2 separate regions of the Sus scrofa genome follow, and region 2 is linked to region 1. A link is a contact called in public HiChIP or PLAC-seq data. All regions are on one chromosome and are shown on one strand. Each heading gives the region's core, a stretch centred on a gene start, on an enhancer-like site or on the middle of the called end of the contact. The rest is flanking DNA. Distances are from core to core; before and after follow the strand shown. Region 1 overlaps LOC102166460 (a long non-coding RNA gene). Region 2 overlaps TSPAN2 (tetraspanin-2).

Region 1 (5,528 bases), core at 1,169-3,668:
TCTAGCTTCCCACCGGGCTCGGCCAAGGAACCACCAAGAGATCCAAGAAGGAGAGATTCGAGGAGGTGGCAGTGGAGGCCCGAGGAGGGCGAGGTAAGGGCGTTTACTCCCCCTCCGGCAGCCCCTGGCCCTGGCTCTCTCCTCCAGCTCCAGCTCTCGGGCTGGATTCCAGTAACTGCCCTTGCACTTGACCCTTAGCCCAAGAATGCTGATGGTTCTGTCTCCCCTTTTGCCAGCACTGCTGCAACCCTCATCTCTCCTTGGCTGGTTTTCCCTAATCTTGCTCCAACAGTCTTTCATACCAGTGGGCTCAGGAGAAGACGGTCTTAATGCCAGGCTGAGGCCTTGAGACTGTTGGGCAGCGCTGCTTTAGATCGAACAGCTGCACACAGACAGCCTGGGAGGGAGGGGCGGGCAGGCGGGATGCGGTGGAGGTGGCTCCCGTGAGAGACACCGAGGGTTGGGGTGCAGGCAGAGGCATGGAGGGCAGCTCCCTGTTCCTTCTGCTACAGGCTGGTGAGCTGTGTGAGGGTGGAGAGGCCAGGTGAGCAGGAGAGCAAATGTGTCTGCTAGAGAAGGTCCTCTTTTAATCAGCTCTTGTACAAAAAGTGAATGGAGGCATTGCTTCTGAGGAAATGGGTACAGGATGCCACCGATTCGAGGGGTCACCCAGGACCTGCGTCTGACCCTGAAACTTAAAACTTGGCTGTGCTGGGGGCACAGGGACACCCAGATAGGAGGGGGCAGGCTCTGGCTCTCCACAGCTCTGCCTCTTACTGGGTCTGAGGAGAGGAGACCGCCCCCTCAGCACTTCCCAGACCTGGACCTGGAACAAGCGTGATTCAAGAAAGTCAGCCAGCAGAGAATTCTGCCTGCTCCCGACTGATCACTTTAGGCTCTTTGGGGCTGACCTTTCTTGGGGTGACTGACTAGGTCAGTGTAAATATTTCTGTCTTCGCCCTTCCTTCACTGTGAGGAAGGGCTGGCAGAAATCCTCTTACAGAATTTCTTCTAAAGAATCCAGAGGAGCCCTCTACCAGTCTTTTTCCAGCCTGGCTGAAGGACAGCGTGCAAAACTGGAGCTTTCATGTGGGCTTAGTGCCATCTAGTGGCTAAGGAGCCACCTTTCATCGCGTGGGTCCGTTGGCCCTCTAGCGGGACGGATATACTCTGACTTAGGTGTGCAGGAAAATCGCCTGGATGCTTGTTAAAAATGAGGACTCCTGGATGCTAGACCCTGAAGCTCTAACTCAGTTTGTCTGGCAGGAATTCAGGAATATGTTTTTCTAACTGGCATCTCACATGTTTGGACCACACTTGGAAAACAGCTCTTTTGAAGACTGTATCTTCTAGGTGTCCGGCTTTGTGTGGATAATCATGTCCACGGACACGCTTCTAAAAACTGTGCTGACCGCGCCCAAATCTGTATCTTCAGCAAAATCTCCTGAGTGTCAGGCTTGTATTTTTTCACCGGTGGCTTCATAAATATCCTAGAAATAGACACCCAGATTCAGCGTCGTTGTCTCTGAATCTCTGTACCTCATCCCCAACCCCTGCTTTTTGGGGGGCCACGCCCATGGCATGGGGAAGTTACTGCACCAGGGATCAAACCCAGAGATCAAACAAAAAAGTGATTATATATTGCGTATATAATCCCATGTATAGTATAGATTATGTATATAATTCTATGTATATTATATATTATGTATATGATATATAGCAATGTTATATGTAGTATTATAATATATAATATAGATCTTCTTCCTCTTCTCACTCATCCCACATTCCCTTTGCCTTTATAACAGGGTGACACAAACTCATTCCTGAAGGGTCTGGGCCCCTAGTAAGTCTTGCCTGGATTGGGTGGCTGTCACTTTCCGTTGATCTTGGTCATGGGCATGGTACTATTTAAAAACTCCCTGAGGAATCCCGCATAGACCTGACCTCCTCCTCTTGACCACCATCAAGGAGCAGCAGCCCAATTTCTCCTGGACAGTCAGGCTTGGGTCATTGAAACTCCCTTCCCCACCTGCTGATTCAGAGTCATGAGGCACTCAAAGTGACTGAGCAGTGGCCTTAACTCCCAGGCCAATGGACTCCTTGCTGTGACTTAAAGGGAAGCATTCCTCCCTTTGGAACAAAGACCTATAGGCCAGCAGAGCATAAGGTCATGGGAACAGGAAGCAAACATTTTGCTAAAGGGTCACCGGGGGTAACTGTGAGTGGTGCCACTCCCGTTCCCAGGGAGTGATTCCTGGACCAGTGATGCTGGGCTATGGGAGGAAAAGCACCACAGGCTGAGTGCTGATTCAGAGTGTCGACAGCTTTCTGGAAAACCCCAGGCCTGCAAAGTACCACCACCTAGCTGATGCTGTAAGTGAGTCTTCAAAAGGCATTCCGCCCCTGAACCAAGCCATCTGCTTCTGGGTGCTGGCGACCGTGGCAGGACCAGTGACTCCCACGGGCACGTGCCCATCGCTCACTTCCTCCTGACTGACGGCCTTTGAGCTCGGACATCAGTTTCTTCCTCCCTTTGGACTCAAACGGAAACACCAGCTCTTCCTGGGTCTTGAGCCTGCCGGCCTTCAGACTGGACCTGCTCCATCGGCTCCCCTGGGTCTCCAGCCTGCCAACAGTAGATGAGGACCTTCTCAGCCTCCACAATCCCATGAACCAATCCCTTATAATAAATAAACCAGTACGTGTGTGAAGACAGCTACAAATCAACATAGATGTAGGTACATGCATAGGTATCGCCTATTGCTTCTGTTCCGCTGGAGAACTAATACAGATTTTGGTACTGGGAGTAATGTTTGACCAAATAGCTGAGCATCCTTGACCTACCAGAGCTGATATATAAAATTAATCATATCACAACATCTTTTTCTTCTTTAAACTCTCTTAGGCACCACCATATTCCCAAACCAAACCAGAAAACTTGGAAATACCTTTTAGTCTGTCTTCTTCCTCATTCCTCAGACTGTGTTGGTTGAAATCATGGCTCCACCACTTAATAGCTGTGTAACCTTGGGGAAGTTACCTAACCCCTCTGGGCTTCAGTCTCCTAATAGGTAAAGACACTTAATAATACCTACTTCATAAGGTTGAGATTTAAATGAATTCATGTTTGCAAAATACTTAGAAATGCCTAATACCAAGTAAAGGGCTAAATGTTTATTAAATTAAAATAAATTAAAAAAATAAATCCACATAAAGACTATAGAACACCAAAGAGAAAAATTCTTCAAAGCAGAGAAAAGAGAAATTAGCTATAAAAATTGACAGTTAAACAAATAAGCACTCAAAGACAATAACAAACAACAGACTAGAGTGGAATAATAATTTTAGTTTATTGAAAGAAGAAATAACTAGAATTATGTAACAATAAAAACATTTTTCAAATATACAGATAAAAGAAATTAATTTTTAGGCAAACAAAAACTGAAGGGGAATTCCCTGGTGGCCTTGTAGTTAAGGACTCAGTGATGTCACTGCTGTGGCTCCAGTTACTGCTGTGGCTTGGGTTCGATCCCTGCCTCAGGAACTTTCACATGCTGTGGGCACAGCCAAAAAACAAAAACAAAAAACAAAAAAAAAACCTGAAGGAGTTGACCACTAAAGACCATCCCTAAAAAGAATTCCAGAGAATTCTTTAGAAAGAAGAAAAATTACTCCAGAAGAAATATCTGATGTATGAGAAACAATAATGAGAAAATAAGACTGTGAAAATGTGAGTAAATCTAAGTAATATTGCCTATATAGTACAGTAATAATGCCTTATAAAGTTTAAAAAGAACAGTAACGGCATGACAATAGCAGAGAAAGTACATGAAATTTAAGGACCTGAGGGCAGAGAGGGGTAATGTGAAAGGGACAGGCATCCCTTAGAGGCTTGATAGTGAAGGGAAAAAGGAAGAAACGTCTGAATATGTATCCTCAGAAACGGAGAGCATCACAAAATCAGAAGCAAGCCCCTACACACACACACACACACACACACACACACACACACACACACACGCACACGCACACGCACAAACACACAGGCAACCCCCCCCCCCCAGTTCGTCAAGGAAACTGAACTCCATTGCAGCAACAGAAGAGGGCGCTGTTGAATTAAGAAACGCTGTAAGCCAGCCTCAGCCTGGCTTCTACATGAGCAGGGTCTGAGACCAGGGCTTCAGGAACAGCATGAGGGACTAGAGAAGAAGTAAAGCGAAGGCGGGAAAATCAAGCCAAGCGTGCACCATTCGGCTGCTTACTGCTATAGGCAACAGAGCTTGATTTTGTGGGGGACCCTCTGTGGAGCCCTGTAAAATACAGAATTGTCTGCCCTGAGCATAGAGGCAGTTTAAATGTAATTTAATCCCACTTGTTGGTATGGCATCCATGGAGGGGTGCTGTTTGGATCTCCCTTCAAAAAAGGATTTGCGGGTGTTCTCATCGTGGCGCAAGGAAAACAAATCCAACTAGGAACTGTGAGTTTGCCGGTTCGATCCCCAGCCTCACTCAGTGGGTTAACGATCCTGCATTGCTGTGGCGTAGGCCGGCAGTTACAGCTCTGATTAGACCCCTAGCCTGGGAACTTCCATATGCCACGGGTGCGGCCCTAAAAAAAGACCAAAAAAAAAAAAAAAAAAGGAATGGCCAGGGTTCCTGTCTGTCATGGCTCAGCAGTTAACGAATCTGACTAGCATCCCTGAGGAGGCAGGTTTGATCCCTGGCCTTGCTCAGTGGGTTAAGACTCCGGCATTCCCATGAGCTGTGGTGTAGGTCGCAGATGCAGCTCAGATCTGGTGGTGTTGTGTCTGTGGTGTAGGCTGGTAGCTGCAACTCCAATTCGACCCCCAGCCTGGGAACATCCATATGCTGCGGGTGCGGCCCTAAAAAAGAAAGAAAGAAAGAGAGAGAGAGAGAAAGAGAGAGAGAGAGAGAGAGAGAGACAGAAAGAAAGAAAGAAAGAAAGAAAGAAAGAAAGAAAGAAAAAAAAGAAGGAAAGAAAGGAGAGAAAGAATTTGCCATTTAGTTGCAAGGAATGCACTTAACCGAAACCTCCAGCTGCGGTGCCCCCAGGATCCGCCTTGGCTTTGGAGCCAGCCGCGTTTTTCTGGGACAGTGCCCAGGAGTGAGCACAGTGTGGGTCCTTAGGCCTTTGCCATACATAGTTACAGATTTTTTTCTTATGGTAAGAACTTTAAGATTCACTCATCTTAGCAACTGTCAAATATGCAAACAGTACTGTTGACGAGGGTGGCCGTGCTGCACCTTACAGCCCTCGACTTAACCTATTTTATAACTGGAAGTTGAGACCCTTCGACTTTCTTCACTGATTTTGCCTGCTCCCCACCCCCTGGCTCTGTCAACCGTCAGTCTGTTCTGTGTATCTATGAGCTTTGGGGTTTTTTGTTGGGAGTGGGGAGAGTGCCACATGTAAGTGAGATTATACAGTATTCATCTTTAACTCATTTCACTCAGCATCCTGCCCTCAGGTTCGATCCATGGTGTTGCAAATGACAAGATTTCATTCT
Region 2 (5,528 bases), core at 891-3,390, 450 kb before region 1:
CAGAAGAATGGTGACTCCCTTAGCTAGAAATCTGTTCGTTTTGCAATTTTATAGATGGCCAGAAGCTTCTTTTTTTTTTTTTTTTCTTTTTTTTTGCTATTTCTTTGGGCCGCTCCCGCGGCATGTGGAGGTTCCCAGGCTAGGGGTCAGGAACACCAGAGCCACAGCAACGCGGGATCCGAGCCACGTCTGCAACCTACACCACAGCTCACGGCAACGCCAGATCCTTAACCCACTGAGCAAGGGCAGGGACCGAACCCGCAACCTCATGGTTCCTAGTCGGATTCGTTAACCACTGCGCCACGACGGGAACTCCCCAGAAGCTTCTTTTTCTTCTTCCTTGAGAAAAGTGCCCAAGAAGTCTATCACTGATGGTTTCTGGGTTTTTCCCCTCAAAGCACAAGGGTGGGAGCTGGAAATCCAGGCCTGCCAGCTGTGGCTTTAGGTAAATCCTCTTATTCCTCAGCTTTGTTTTCGGCAATGTGGCAATAATTATCCATTCTTAAGTTCTTGTCAAAAGGCTTTGGAGAAATTGTCTCAAGAATATAAGCTATGGCCATGTGTGGTCTGTAACTACTATGAATCCGAGGTACAATTAAAAATCAACAAGTAAAAAAACATTACCAGAGTAAGTCAGAGTTTTTAAAAAGGCAAGCCAGTCCCTCAACACTCAGCACTGGAATGCTTTCCTTATACATATAACCAGCCACAATCAAAGCCAGGCTCTGCAAGGCTAGATTCCCAGGGAGGGACAGCATCCGCAGCCTGTGACCCCGGAGAGCCAGTGTCTGCAGTCTGTGTGGGCAGCCCCTTCGTGGAGAAACCCGCTGACGTCCTCTGTCCCCTGCTAGCAGACGTGACTTCATGCGCTCCAGCCTTCCGGGCAGGGCCGAGGCGACTGCTCCCCGCTCTGAGTTCCTGGAAGAAAGACCCCTGCGGTGTCTGAACCCTGCCTCCACCACCCCTAAGGAGCAGCCCCAGTGACAGGCTGTAATAGGAAGGCAGAGGGGCATGTTGGTGGGACTTGGAAGACACTGGGGGCTTCTCCCAAGAGCTCGCTGAAGAAGACGAACGTGCAGAGGGTCTGGAAGCACTAAGTCACCCAGCCTCTCTTGCTGCCAGCTCCACTCTTCCTAGGCTTTCCTTTCTCTACCTGAGCAGCCAGTGGACACAACACCTGAGGTCAGCCTCCAGGTCTTGGCCTGAACTCAGAGGTCGTGGAGAAGAGGCGATGGGCATAGTCAGTCTGACAACCCTGGCTGCCTGTCCTCATTTCCAAGTCCCCTCAGGGGATCGTGGAGCCTCTCCACGCTGGTCTCTGGCTGTGAAGTCACCTCTGGATCTTTATCACAAAAAGAGACTTATTTCCCACCACCAAGCAGCTGAAGCCAAGGGTCCCAGAAAGGTAAGTATCCCCTCAGAGGCAGAAGGGTTTCTCCTACAAAGTGGAGAGGCTGGGAGCTAGACCACGTGTCTGCCCGGGGTCCCTCTCTGTGAGAGGCTGTCCTTCTTTCAGAGGCTTGAAGGTTCCAAGCCTGTTCCCCTGGGCTCTTGATAAGGGGGTGATAAGCGTTTCATGGGCTGACTGTTCTGGAACTTATTCCGAAAAGAAAATACACGGATCAGTGCGCAGCACCCTGTGACATGAAGTGAGATTTTCCAAACACTGGGCCTATTACCTCACTCTGTTTGCTATGCAAGTCCATAAAACTGGTATCCTGGTGTATTTTTCTTCTCGTTTTATTGCTAGAGAACTGGTATCTTTCCTCTTTGGAAAATTATTTATTGAGGAAAGAAGTATCAATTTCTGCAAACAAGTATATTGCTCTATTTATAAGAGATATTTAAAATGGAGCAAAGGTCCTTGACTTCACAAGGACTTTTTCTTGTTGGCACTCTCCAGAGAGGCAGTGCATGGAAATAAACAGACCCAGCAAAGGCCAAGGTGTGAGTAGGCCTGGGTGGTGGGCTGAGCCCCACCGGGAAGGGCTGGAAAACCACGGCTATCTGCCAGCCCTTCCATCTGCCTCACTCCCTGGTCCTCATTTCCTTATTCTGCCTAGCGCTAAGACTCTAGGATGACCCACCGCCCTGGACTTCCAGCACTGACCATCGCAGCCTCACCACCAGCCTTCCAAGGGTGACTCACAGAGATAGATTGCGGCTGAGGAAGAAGAACCAAGGGTGGGCAGACTCTACCCATGCCCCAGGCCACCAAGAACAAGCAAGAAGTATTCAGGCCCTGCTGGGGGTACTGTTTTCCCCACCCAGTTAGACAAAGAACTTCCTCCACTATCGGTCCATGTGGTTGGAGAGGGCCACCTCCCCTCAGCTCCAAGGCAGGCGTGAAGCCCAGGCTTCCCCAAAAAGCCTGTCCCTAACAACTGGTCACAATGAGGGGTATGGGCATGGGCTCTGGACCCAAGATTGCCAATGACAGGGAGGCCCGGGACTTTAGTTGGATCAGGTGGAAGGAAGAGTATGCTGTTCCCAGGGTTACTCAGGGGCTGGTGCCCAGAACAGCCATTTTATTATGTCCAGGGGGAACCTGCCCCAAACTGGAGCCACAGGAAAGCAGAGCAGAGATGGCTACAGACTGGAATCCCATCACATCACTGGTGTCCCTGAGAGGAGTTCTAATCCTGGACTTTTCAGTTATGTGAGTCAAAAATTTTGTTTTGCCCAAGACAGTTTGAGTCAAGTTTCTGTTATTTGCAATGAAGAGCTCTGACAGATATGTCCATAAACATATGACAATTTCTTGCATCGCTGGCAGTTCATATTGCTTTAGTTTAGATTAGGAAATAGGATCAGGAATGTTTATACTGAGCTAGTTCACCCTCCTACTCAACATAGGAATCTCCTGTTTGATAAATACTCCATTCTGATTTGGGGTTAAATGCTGTTATATCAGAGGGATCACTTTCATCTGTAGAAGTCTTCTCAGCTGCTTTGATTTGTCAGGTCATTAAAAAGGTTTTCTTTGGTAGGGCCTAAATCTCTACTTGTGAAACTGCCGTCAGCGCTTTGTCTCTGGAGCAACACCGATAGAGGCTTCCCCTAGACTGGCTGTCACCCCTCACCCCACATCCCCGCCCCTTTTTCTGACCCAGTAGGGTCCCGTACTTCTGTAACCCAGGTTTCCATCCGAAAACCATGAATTGCAATTTCCAGGCTTGACACGATCACTGATATCTTTTTTGTTTTGATTCCTCTTTTCCTGAGTTTAACAATGTTTGCTTAATAATAATATTTAATAGTGCTTAAGAATATTTTTTTGTCTTTCTGTGCTTTTGTTCACAATTCCTGCTGCATCCACCATGGGTCGGTCATTCCCTTATTTCTTCAGGCCTGACTATATCAATAATCTAGCCTGGTCTTTTTCTGTCCTCCCCCCTCATTCCAGAATAATCTCTTTAAAATGCCATGCATATTGTACCCTCTCCCAAATCCTAAATTATCCTTTCATAGTTTATTAAATTAACTAACCCTGCCATTCAAGATCCTCTATACTTGTCCCAGCATTTCTAGCCTTAACTGTCACACTCTGGTGAGGGTCCTCTGCCTGGCCTGGGCTTGCTAATCACTGCCCCACAGACATACCTCGTGCAGCCTTGCCCCAGATCTCTCCAGTCCCTAGTCTTTCTCTTCTTCTAATTATGGTTGGTCCATCAAACTTAAGTCAAATCCTGCTGACCTCACCAGTTTAGAATGACCCCGATCCATCAACTGCAAATACCACTTAGTTGGCACTTAGTTACACACTAGTTTCCATTTTAATTGAAATGTGTTAAGTCTGTGAGTCTTTTCAATAGATTGCCAGTTACGTGGAGGCAAATACAGCTTCCTCATACTTTTTTCGTGTGACCCTAGAGCCCAGGACTGTAAATGCTGGCTGATGTATCCATGGATAGGTTATCTTTTTTCCCCAAATGTAGGAGCCTCCAAAACATGGAAAGAATAGAGGCATTTTGAATGCATACATATGTTTGCACAAAACCAAATATGTGATGAAATCCAAAACCTGAAATGACCATGGAGAGATTTTTAGATAGCCAGATGTTTATTATCATTGAAAGGGAGATTGCCTTTCTTATGTTTTTCACATAACCCAGGTCTTCATGGTCTTTCAAAAAAAATTTTTTTTCCTTACTATTGCTGAAAATTTCTAGTTCAAACTCAGAAATTATTTCATAGAGATTTAAATCTTTCAACCTTGATCTTGGTGGTGAGGTTAGTAGGTGGCTGGGTTTTAGGCAGTTAATTACTGCCAAAAACCTTGAAGGAGAATCAGACTGTAACTGAAACTGCTTGATGTTTTCTCATGTTTTGATTCTAACTCAGGGTGGACTCCTCCCCATCCACCTGAAGGCACAAATGCAGCTTCTGATGGAAAGTCCGGACAGTTGGCCCAGAAGGAAGATGAGATAAATAGGGTTCCAGCAAACCCACAACACGGGACAAGTAGACAGAATGAATGCTAATACCCTAAACCCCTATGTGCTTGAATTTCAGGAGCAAAAGACTTCCACTGTCTTAATGGGACTGGCCTGAAATTACTACTGAATTCAGAACAGGGGGAGACATCAACATTCACCCTGAACATCAGTTTTTAAGTGGTTGAGAAGAGTGAGGGTCAGAAGACTCCCCTAAAAGAACATCCTGAAGAGTTGGCCATAACTGCCACAGACAAGGGAGAGATGGTAACTGTCTGCCGTGTACTCGCCAACCCTGATTCAGAGTCGTGTATAAAGCTCTCCCTAACTTGGTCTATCTGAAACCTCCCTGTCCTCCAAGGTCCCAGTCAAGCACCCCTCCACCTTGAGGCTTGTCCTGCCAGCTCCATTTCCCAATTCAGTGGTCGCGTTCATTCCGCTCATTAGAACTTAACATGTGCTCATGATTGTTGTTGGCTTTTTATTGTTGAATGGTTCCTCCATACACATCTGGGGAGGCAAGAATCCCTTTAAAATGGGATTACACTCTTGCTGTGGTTAATCTGATGGGAAGAGTTGTGACTCCACTGAAACCGAGTCAGAAATTTCAGGGAATAGTTATGAAAGAAGTGGTGCCTGGAATTTCAGCAAAATGAAGGAAGATGTATTCCTTCTACTCTCCTCTGCTTATTCCTGTGAGTCCCCTGAGTGTGCCCCTGATTCCTGGAGATGGTGCAGGACAAGCACAGGCTGAGTTTTGTTCTGGGGCCCTTGGACCTGCTCTGGGATAGAGAATGCTTTTGAGGAGGTTTTGTGTGTGTCACCTTTTGAATGGAAGGGCGTGTACGACCTGGAAACCACGTGGGTGGGAAGGAGCACCTCAGTGTTAAGTATGATGGCAGATTCTTCTGCTTCTTTGTTGTAATAAAACTCTGATTTGGCCCAAGTGTCAGAGGCCTTCTGGGGAGCCTGGGCCCCTCCACAAGTGAATCTCAGTGAGTCAGGAAGCCAGTCACAATAATCCTTTTCTTGACCTTGACTGCTTTAAGCATGAACATACAATGCAATTCTGGCCAATAAGCTGCAAGAGGG

What was found. HiChIP or PLAC-seq counts read pairs in DNA pulled down with a chosen protein or histone mark.
Region 2: a contact with region 1 is called in an H3K27ac HiChIP or PLAC-seq map of alveolar macrophages, with 5 times the contacts expected there. The contact joins two enhancer-like sites. A contact is called at or near these places in 2 of 47 Hi-C or Micro-C datasets (both in embryonic fibroblasts) and 1 of 2 datasets of contacts at active chromatin or transcription factors (alveolar macrophages).

The regions. Positions count from the first base shown.
Region 1 is chr4:105,069,616-105,075,143 of Sscrofa11.1, reverse strand. It overlaps LOC102166460 (a long non-coding RNA gene), which reads left to right. Exons shown (of 7, transcript XR_002343493.1): 7 at 1-1,656. Among named protein-coding and RNA genes, the nearest start is that of VANGL1, 24 kb to the right of the region's middle. Within about 2 kb of position 2,418, at least 4 of the 83 cell types and tissues checked have an H3K27ac peak or open chromatin away from gene starts, as enhancers often do. A contact at or near this core is called in alveolar macrophages, where this site is marked.
Region 2 is chr4:105,520,788-105,526,315 of Sscrofa11.1, reverse strand. The region is part of intron 2 of TSPAN2 (tetraspanin-2); the gene reads right to left. Among named protein-coding and RNA genes, the nearest start is that of TSPAN2, 20 kb to the right of the region's middle. Within about 2 kb of position 2,140, at least 8 of the 83 cell types and tissues checked have an H3K27ac peak or open chromatin away from gene starts, as enhancers often do. A contact at or near this core is called in alveolar macrophages, where this site is marked.